2 separate regions of the Xenopus laevis genome follow, and region 2 is linked to region 1. A link is a contact called in public Hi-C data. All regions are on one chromosome and are shown on one strand. The core of a region is the stretch at or near the end of the contact, and the rest is flanking DNA. Distances in the headings are between cores, read along the strand shown.

Evidence for each region. Hi-C and Micro-C count contacts between places; a contact is called where the count stands out from the background.
Region 2: a contact with region 1 is called in a Hi-C map of the XL177 cell line, with 9 times the contacts expected there. The contact joins the promoter of LOC108698255 here to the promoter of ercc6l.L in region 1. A contact is called at or near these places in 2 of 4 Hi-C or Micro-C datasets (the XL177 cell line and the XTC cell line).

The regions. Positions count from the first base shown.
Region 1 is chr8L:27,593,918-27,599,073 of Xenopus_laevis_v10.1, forward strand. ercc6l.L (DNA excision repair protein ERCC-6-like) reads right to left here and starts at 2,513. Exons shown (of 2, transcript XM_018229606.2): 1 at 2,288-2,513; 2 at 1-223. The coding sequence starts at 2,382.
Region 2 is chr8L:27,924,412-27,929,567 of Xenopus_laevis_v10.1, forward strand. LOC108698255 (serine/threonine-protein kinase Nek6) reads left to right here and starts at 2,395. Exons shown (of 4, transcript XM_018229605.2): 1 at 2,395-2,650.

The DNA of each region.
Region 1 (5,156 bases), core at 1,263-3,762:
CTTATTGTACAATTCATTATAAATCATGAAGCCGCTGTTTAAAACATCAATAAATTCATCATCTTGTTCTTCTTGCAGCTCCAGTTGTTGAAGCGCCTCTTGCAGTTTCTCTATGCGACTGTTTATCTTTTCACTGGGATGAATTTCACGTGCTTTGAGGAAAAACTCAATTGATTTTGAGAGGTTTCCACTCTTGGCTTCCTGTTTTGCTTTCTTCACATAACTGTAGAAAAACAGAATGAAATGGTTAAAACAGTTCAGATTTTATTTGTTTACACCACAAATTGGAAACGTCCTAGTGAAACGTTTTGGGCTTTTTTTGTGCTCAACAGCTATACAAATATTGGTACACTGGGAATTATAAATGTATTTTACAGGAAGGGTCTGACCTCAAAAGAGAAATAAACATGATTTTTAACTGAGCAATTCAGAAATCAAGAAACTGTAAATGGCATTTTTTCATGTTAACAAGTTCCCATGTAAATCAGTGGCACAGTGGCTAATTTAGCCCAATACAAGGTTTTCTTTTCAAACGGTGCAGTCTGTTTCAGAGACCTACGGCCATCCCCATGAATACAGCACTGACTGCATACAGCAGTGCTGAAGGGTGGGAGAGGGGAGGCACATACCTATCTCACAGCCCCCTGTGGGGCTGGAATCATTCAGATGAGCAATTAGGGAGTAGCCGCAGATGCAGGTCCTATCGTTACGACCTGCTCTATAGCTAGCCTTTACCTGCTTATGCTGTGCTCTGCACCTCACGTCAGATTAGACATGGGGCAGAAGTGCTCCTTTAATAAGCAGTAAGGATTGAGCTCTTGAACATTTGCCCAAGGTTTATGCAAATGACCCCTATTAATATTTTGGAAAGAGACACATTTTTGAAGCTAAATCAAATATAATCAAGTACTGAAATTGCTGGTTCCCTGTTAGCAGACTCCATGTTTTTGATCGGACACAAGCACAACAAAGACTCTAATAAGCAGCATGTGTTCTAGCCTAGGCTTTTCTTGTGCAATAAGTTGTGACGTTAAGACCAGGGGTCCCTAAACTTTGTTATCCGTGAGCCACACGCAAATGTAAAAAGATTTTGTGAGCATTACAAGCATGAATAAAGTACCTGGGTGCCAAATAAGGGCTGCAACTGGCTATCTCATAGCCCCTATTTGGACTGGTAGCCTACAGGAGGCTCTGTTTGGCAGTCCATCTGTTTTGCATTGCCTCTGAGCCAGGAATTCAAAATAAGCACCTGCATTGAGGCCACTGAGAGCAACATGTTGCTCGCGTGCCATAGTTTGGGGATCACTGCTTTTAGACTAACAACAGCTGGAGAAAAGAAGTGTGGCAGCAATTATTATATCCGACAGGGAGAGTGATGCTGTGGGAAGTGATGCAGACACTATAATTGATAGTACACATACAAGGTGAAAGACCCACAATAATACCCACTTGTTTAACGTGAAGTCATGTCAATGTAAACAACATGCATTTTGATGACAGCATCCCTCTAATTAGTTTCCAATTAAACCCTGCTGTTTAATTACTTGATTTGATTTCATTCATGCAAATGACAGGCTGTAGGCCACAATTGGGTTCTTCTCAGCCAGCTGACAGATGCCTGCAGAGAATATGCCCTGTGTGGCATGATCCTTAAAAGAACCTGGCCTACAGCCTTATACTTAATATTACATTATGCTCCATGACCACCAATATAATTATTGCTACACACAGATTTGAGAGAACTACGATTTACAAATCAGTTATCCAGAAATCTCCAAAATATGGCCATGCCATTACAATAAATTTAAGTATGATGTAAAGGGTATTATTCGCAGACAATCTGCAATTTATCTTAATTTCTTTTTACTCTGAGCTGCTATCTGGACCCATTGACAGGTTGTTGGCATAGATCCATCTACAGCATATTATTATTAACGTGTATTTATATAGCGCCAACATATTTTGCAGCGCTGTATATGAAAAGTTACTTTAAGAGCGAACCTCCCCTTTACACATAAAATCAATAAGGCTTTGCTCCTTGATGGGTATATAATAATCGAGCTCTTATGATAAAATGAAGGGATACTGCAAGTTGGGCACAATATATATATATATATATATATATATATATATATATATATATATATATATATATATAAGCCACACATAATAGCAGCAGCAAATTTCCATTTTCAAAGGGTATCAATAATGACCACCCCCATGTCTGTGCGCATTTCCATTTCTATAGGGGCCTGGGCACTGACACACATTTCCACTAACTACTTACAGTTCATATCTCTCTGCTTGCTCAGGGTCCACTTGGCTCCTGGACTGATCTTCCGGATGATTGGAGCCAGTCAACGACCTTTCCTCCGTTTCCATGACTGGAAATGCCAGGAACGACTAAGCGGCAAAGAAGCAAATAACAAAAGCCCGCTTCGCCTTCAAATTGGTTACCCAGAATGCAGCGCGGAGAAGGCGGGGCAGACTGACTGCGTTCCATGTGTACGCGGCGCATGACGTAACTACAAGAGCCGGTCAAGATTAAATTGGTTACCCAGAATGCAGCGCGGAGAAGGCGGGCGGGCTGCGTTCCATGTGTACGCGGCGCATGACGTAATTACAAAAGCTGGTCAGACTCAGCCCTCGCTTATGAGAAATCATGTGGTACAGCTACAACTCGTCACAAAACTTACCCGGCTTCTGAAGAATGCTGGGAACTGTAGTCCTACAGCCACTGTGGGAATGGAGGGTGTAACATGGGTTGGCGCTGCGCGTTAAAGACGTAGATTAGCTTTATTTAGGTTCTACCGTTGTTTGTGCGCTCTCCTCAGAGCCTGAAGCAAGGACTGAAATGTGAGGTAGTAGGGGCAGCCTAGTTCTCTGAAGCAATTGCACTGAACGTGTCATAACTAATTTAATGGCAGCATATGGCCCTGATCAGTGCGAAGACTCTCTTAACCAGGCCACATGGTTTACAAGCCATTTCTGGGCCGAAAACAGCAATATGTCGGTCCAGGTGGTATTTACAAAGATTCAGCTGTAAGAGGCTGCCGGTTTCGTGGCATTAATATTTCTGGTGGTGACCCTTAATTAAAAAAGCAAGATACCAGTGGTTTTAAAGGAGACCCATAGACCCCTATAATGTGTCAATAATGAATAATATATGGTGCTGTATTAGGGTTTCCACCTCACCCCCTAAAACCGAACACATGGAATCCACAGCCTGCATGGCTAATGGCTGAACGGATTAAGGGCTCTTACTGACGAGCGCTTGAAGCTGCGCTCCCCTGCGTTCCGTTTTTTTGCGTTCAGCCGCAGGGGAGAGCAGGAATAGACGCATTTAGCTTTTTTCTATGGGGCTGTACTCACAAAGGTGCGTGTAAGCACAAACGCAGGTTGAGACGCAACATGCTGCATTTTTCCTGCGTTTGGCGCCTACACGCGCCTGTGTGAGTACAGCCCCATTGAAAAAAGCTAAATGCGTCTATTCCTGCGCTCCCCTGCAGCTGAATGCAGAAAAACGTAATGCAGGGGAGCGCAGCTTCAACCGCTCATCAGTAAGAGCCTTTATGTACACTTGACAAGTTGTTTTGTATCTTATTTACAGGGAACTGACAAATAGTTTCCCTGTCCCTCAGTTTCAATGTAGTAATCTACCTCATAGCAGAGAACATGGGGGCAGATTTACTTGAGGGCAAAAATTCAGCAGCGACTGCTTTGCACAGATCGCTACACTTCGCAAGTCCAAAATTCGCTCAGACAACGCTAATTCACTGGGTTTCGTTGTTGGTGCCAAACGCTTGCGACGTTTCACTAGCGTTACTTTGGCAATGCAAGCAATTGAAAGCGGGAAATTTAAAGTTAAATGGACGTATATGTTGCAGCAAATACATTACATTACACAATTCCAGGGAACCTTAATAAAGAAAATAAAGTTGTTATAATGCCCTACACATGAGCCCACTGTATAGTTAATGTTCCATATGTTAGAAAATGTAGGGGGGAACCCGGTTACCCAAAACAAATTTTAAGGACTTTTGCAGACTATCAAAAAGGAAAAGACGCCAGCTTTTTTTGGACTTAGAAGCTTTTTCCACTAAAAATTATGATGTTAGTAACAGAAGATTGAGGAAGATCTATGCACTCCAGAGCACTTCCCCTGGTCTGAGCTGGCGAAGGCAAGTCTGGCGAAAGAGGTAACTTGCGGAGTAACGTCCATTCGCCAGAGCGAATTGTCGCCTGGAGATAGAGTGGGAATGACCTCTTTCACTAGCGAAGTCACGCCTGCCCTGTTAGTAAATTGGCTATTTCCCTGCGGGCAGTAACGCTAGCGAATTGACGCTAGCGTTAGCCACTTCGCCCTCTAGTAAATCTGCCCCTTGGTGTGGAGGTTACAGTTTTTAACAGCCTAAAATAGAGCTGCTGTACCCTAGAGTTGTATTCTAATGTCTTCCTATTCCCCCCATGCAAATAAGTGCTACACTGATATTCTCACAGTTCCACCATTTGTATTGACTCTTGTCACATCACCCCAAAAGCCTGTCACACTGGAGGTGAGGGAAGGGGAAGGGAGGGAAAATGTAAGAAGTGCAGTGACATCTAGGAAATGCTGAATAAAAAGAGACAGCTGTATTTGATTGACAGTTGAGATTTTTAAATATCTTTAAAAGCGGTATGGTTGTTTTCATAAAAAAGTAGAATTTTGGTTTTGTATTTAATTTGAAAAGGACTTAGTGACAGGTCCACTTTAATGTAGTGCTGCTTCAGGGCACAAAGATAATGTGACCACACCCATATTTGTGACCACACCCCTAATTGCCTTGTTTATTTTAAAACATTCGGCAGGTTATGAAAGTTTGAATACATTTCAGCGGGTTTTATGTGTTTTCCTAATGAAGGTGAATTGCCCTATAAGGTGCAAGTCACAGTTTCCCCAAGCGACCTGCTTATTTTAATTATTACAGTTGCTTCAAAAGTAACAATTTGCACAAAAGTGCACCTCCCACATATTCTGGGCTCTCTGCCAAAAGCCAATTAAGTTAGGAACTTTGATAGAAATCTTTTTTTGTCCTCCAACAGGAGGGCATGTGAATCTGAGTAATAAGACAAGGTTGCTTTTGCCTGACACCCCCATTGTAGGGCACCCAGTGAAC
Region 2 (5,156 bases), core at 1,145-3,644, 330 kb after region 1:
AAAAAAAAGTCAGAAAAAAATAATTTCTGACTGATCAATTTGTACTAAGAGCTAATTTCAGTAATTCTATATTTTTTCCTCACTTACTTTGCCGGTAAATCTTTAAAACTGGCCCTGGTCTTAGTCTTTCTGGTTAAGCCTGGAGAAATAACAGCTAAGTAGTACACCAATTTACACATAACTATAACTTTTTAGAAAGTGCATTTATATTCATAATAAACAGTGTTGTGGATGTGGATTAGGGATGTAATTCCAGAAGAAGGGCCCTGGGGCAACACAGGAAGGCAGGGGCCTTAAACCTGTAAAAAACTATAAAGTTTCATCATTTCGCTCTCTAGCTGCTGAATGGCAAAGACTATGGAAGATGTAGGTCAACCAGAGCTGAAAAGTGGGGTCAAATAAGCATACAAATGCAACAAACACTCATACAGTGCAGGTAAGTGTGATATTAAGCACAGTCTATAAGAAAGCACTCACCCATATTTCTTACAAGCCTGATAAAACCTCTCCATGGAATTCAACAGTCTCTCCTGAGCAGCAGAGTGATTGTGGCCTACCCTCTGCTGCCCCACAAATGACCCAAAATTGATACAAGTCTCTAGACAGTTCTCATGTTAACCCTTCCAGGGAAAGAAACACTGAACGGAAAATAACGACAATGTGGAATAGTGATAATCTTCTAGTGCTTTATGCTTTTCACCCACTGAGCTAGACACACTTTGTTGTAATTCCTTTTAGAAAACATTTGTATCAAAGCTCTGTTTAACACTGGGTCATCTGAGTTGCTGGTACCAACTAGAACTGGGGTTACACCATGCCTGATGCCCAGACTTTACTACCTTACATTATGCTAGCTTTTTTGTAGGGGTGCCCCTTCCAGCTGTACAGAAGGTTACCTCATTGACATATATTCTTTTCTTTATTCAGCATATTAATACAAAGGACACTGTTTAAATTAAATATTTTTCAGTCACCCTTAGCATTGCCACCTGGACAGTATATTTCTAATTCTTTTATGTATTTTTATTTTAAATGGTGACTTTCATTGCATAATAGGGAGAAAGTGTTTTTTTCCAGTAATTATGGAAACCATAGTCACCCCCTGGGATTCTCACTGCAGGTACGGTTGCCACCTGACCGGTATTTTACCGGCCTGGCCGTTAAAAATTATGGTTGTACCATATGTTATTAATAGGGGAAAAAAGGTAAATATATAGGAAGGCCAGTATTTTTTTCCAGAAAAGGTGGCAACCCTAACTGCAGGTGATGTAGGCGAACAAAACCAACTATCTCTGGCACTGCCAATTTGTTAGGCACCCCTCAGTGGCCTATCTCCTGCTCTGGGCCTGGCAGCACATCTAACTATGCAGAACAGAGAATGTATTTTTTTCTTATAACTCTTTATTTATAACAGTTGTATGTTCAATGTCGGACTGACCCACCGGGATACCAGGAAAACTTCCGGTGGGCCTAGGTGTCAGTAGGGTTGCCACCTTTTCTGGAAAAAAATACAGGCCTTTCTATATATTTATCTTTTTTCCCTATTAATAACATTGGGATCAACCATCATTTTTACCAGCCAGGCCGGTAAAATATCGGCCAGGTGGCAACCCTAGGTGTCAGTGGGCCCTCATTCTTCTAAACATTTGGCCTATTTCAAAAGGTGAAATAGATTAAATAATAGATTATAATATGTAAAGAAAAGACACTAGGAGAATAGAGGTTGAGTGAGGAAGAATAATAGTACTGAGAGTGGGCCCCTGGTCTACGGTTTTTGGGTGGGCCCCTTGTCTAAGGTTTTTGGGTGGGCCCCTGGTCTATGATTTTTGAGTGGGCCCCTGGTCTATGGTTTTTGAGTGGGCCCCTGGTCTAAGGTTTTTGGGTGGGCCCCTGGTCTAAGGTTTTTGGGTGGGACCCTGGTCTAAGGTTTTTGGGGGGCCCCATGTCTATGGTTTTTGGGTGGGCCCCTGTTGTCCCAGTCCGACACTGTGTATGTTACATAAGTCAAATTGAAAATAGTAAAGTAAGCAAATAAAGTAAATAAGAAAATAAAAGCAATATAATAATGCAATACAGTACTAAATAAAATCATATTTAGATCACAAGAGAATGTATTTATTAAAGAAGAGGATCCCCAGCCCTGTTCTTATATAGTTCAAAAGTTTTGGCTTTTTTTTTTAAAGACCTGTAAAAAAAAAAAACAGTTCAGCTGCTTCAAGATATTGGACAGTATGGGGAATCTAATGACTATACTCTGGACCCATGAACACCTTGAAGTTGAACATGGCTTTTCCTCATGAAAATGACTTTTCCTCCTATTATTATTTATATGTGAAATCAAAACACCTCTGATGTAGATAATACATAATGTGTGTATAAAACCAGTCTGGGGCCAGTTGGTGAGCGTGTCTGTGTGTAATGTCTGACACTTTCCAGTACACAGGCCTCTTTGGCAGCGCAGCCTTTCGGAGCATGAGAATCCTCGGTTTCCCTGGAGATAGAACACAGCCCCGGGACGCCTGCCGTAACCTGATCCGGGGAATGAACAGCAGTTAGAGGCGGCGGGGACTATATTCCAGACTGAGGGGAATACACAGCGAGGCACCATCCCTATAATCACACAGCAGCAACACTGAATCGCGGGGAGCAGGTACTGATTGGGGGGTTTTGCTCTAATTTGATTACTGGCGCAATGGACTTTATTTCAAAGGGCCTTGTGCGATGGGATTGGAGGGAACTATAATCAGAAGTTGTGCTGTGTGTGTGTGTAACTTTGGGCAGCGTATGTGTGTAATAAAGCATATTTGCTTTCAGATCGTGTCGTTCTCGGCACACAGCTCTGTAACTTGTTTACGTCGTCGCTGCTGTTTGTTATGGGGGTGGGGCGGCCGGGAAGCATCTCTTCTTGGCATGACACAGTGAGGCTTTAGGTGCAGCTGTATCCTCTTCCCTTCCTCCCTATAAAGCCGTATACTAGACTGCCTCTGAATACACACTCTGAATACACACTGGCTCTTTTGAGCCCTGTCACGCACTATTGACCTCAATGTAGAGAAAGCAGATCATGACTGCTGGGGGCAGCTGGTACAGAAGCTGATTTATTTAGGGGCCCTAAAATGAGGTAGCTGTGGGCCCAGTAACATGTAGCTGCTCAGTGGAAGGTGCAGGTGGCTGGTGAAGAGATACTTTCTCACTATTGAACAGTGTTATCTCCCATGCAGTGGTAGGGGAGCTGTGTACACTTTTCTTTTCTCTGTATTGTTTCTGCGCAAGGAGGAGGAGGAGCAGCAGCCCCACCCAGGAAGTGCTGGGAGAGAGAAGCAGTACAGTAGTGATGTGCGGGTCGTCCCGATACCCACGGGTTCTGGTCGACCTTGCACTGCTTCTCGCGGGTGGAGCTCTTCTCTTGCTCTCCCCGCCCGCCACCTTCAAATGCCGGGTTCCAGTTTTATAGCCTCGCGTCTGCTCGCCCCGCCCCTTTTGTGATGTCATTGGCGGGCGGGTCTATAAAAGGACAGGCACGGGCTGGAGCAGGACGGGTTAGGGTCCAGTGCGGCTCAGGAAAACCCTGACCCGCACATGACTACAGTACTGGTATGGGACCCTGTTATCCAGAATGCTTGGGACCTGGGGTTTTCCGGATAACGGATCTTTCCGCAATTTGGGTCTCCATGCCTTAAGTCGACTAGAAATTCATTTAAGCATTAAATAAACCCAATAGGCTGGTTTTGCTTCCAATAAGGATTAATTATATCTCAGTTGGGATCAAGTACAAGCTACTGTTTTATTATTACAGAGAAAAAGCAAATCATTTTAAAAAATTTGGATTATTTGAATAAAATGGAGTCTATGGGAGACAGCCATTCTGTAATTCGGAGCTTTCTGGATATTGGGTTTCCAGATAAGGGATCCTATACCTGTACAAGTAAGGTGCTGCAAACTCCCAGAGTTTTCTGTTTGGGAAAATCATTAGGGATCCCTAAGTGCAGCACACTCTCTTTAGGGTGCTGAAGGAAAGGGGTTCCTTCTCAGGGGTCTGAAGAGCAAAGCATGCTCATCTTAGGGCTTTCTGCTCAGGACTTTGAAGCAACTGCCACATAAGTGGGGACTCTCATCAGCAGCTCAGATATTACCAGCTGTTTTATTTGAGTGAAGTTGCTCCTGGCTGGCAGGCTGCCTATATCACTGTAATTTAAATGTATAGTGTTCTGCCAATAAATCCATCAGCCTTTCCAATGTGTATTGTGGATCATTGGTGTTCCAAGGGAAGGGGTATTACACTTTTACAGTGACACGCCATTTTATAGTGCACCTGCTCTCCCATTTAGCGGAGGCACAGGACTCCTGTAGCGCCACACACAATTAAATGTGTGTTAGATCATGCAGAAGAGGGCTATACAGTAATAAAGCATTAAATATATTTAAAATGTGGGCCTTACAGGTACATGACCACCATTCGGCATCATATTGTTCCTACCATCCTGGAGATAGAAAGAAACATACGTACATCACATGCATACAAATACCTCACTGAGAAATACATGTCCACAAAACTACAGGTCCTGGGTTGAATCGCCTTTTTGGGCACCTTCATAAACTAGGGCAGAATTTTTTCTGACCTTTTTCCTTTCCAGCTTCCCTTTTCCCCTTAGGCTCGTCTTAGCTCATAACAAAATTACAGATCTATGGGGAGGTGGCTGTAACAATCATTCACCAATGTTGCAGTCGGGGATAGTACCCCTTTTATTAGTTGGTGGCATTAATAAAAGGGGTACTATCCCCGACTGCAACATTGGTGTGTGCGGACCGTTTTTCGAAACTACAAAGCAATAAGGTGACCTGGCAAGGTCAACGGTGGACCAGCACTACTACGCAGAAAAAGTGGAAGGAGGTGTGCGGTAATACAAAGTTTCATTGTAACAATCATTCAGCCATAGCCACAAGAATATGTAGGGTAGCCAAAAATTGTTGCAACCTGTGCTACATTGGAAGGGGGCAATAATATGTATACATGCTGAAACTATAAGTAAGCAGTGATATATTTGGCATGAGTCTGGCACTTTGCACATGGGGTGGATTTTGGTAATAATATGCACACATGAGTTTTTTTGGTCTGTCTTGGCTTTTGAAAAATGCATTGTGTTCCAATTATTTCT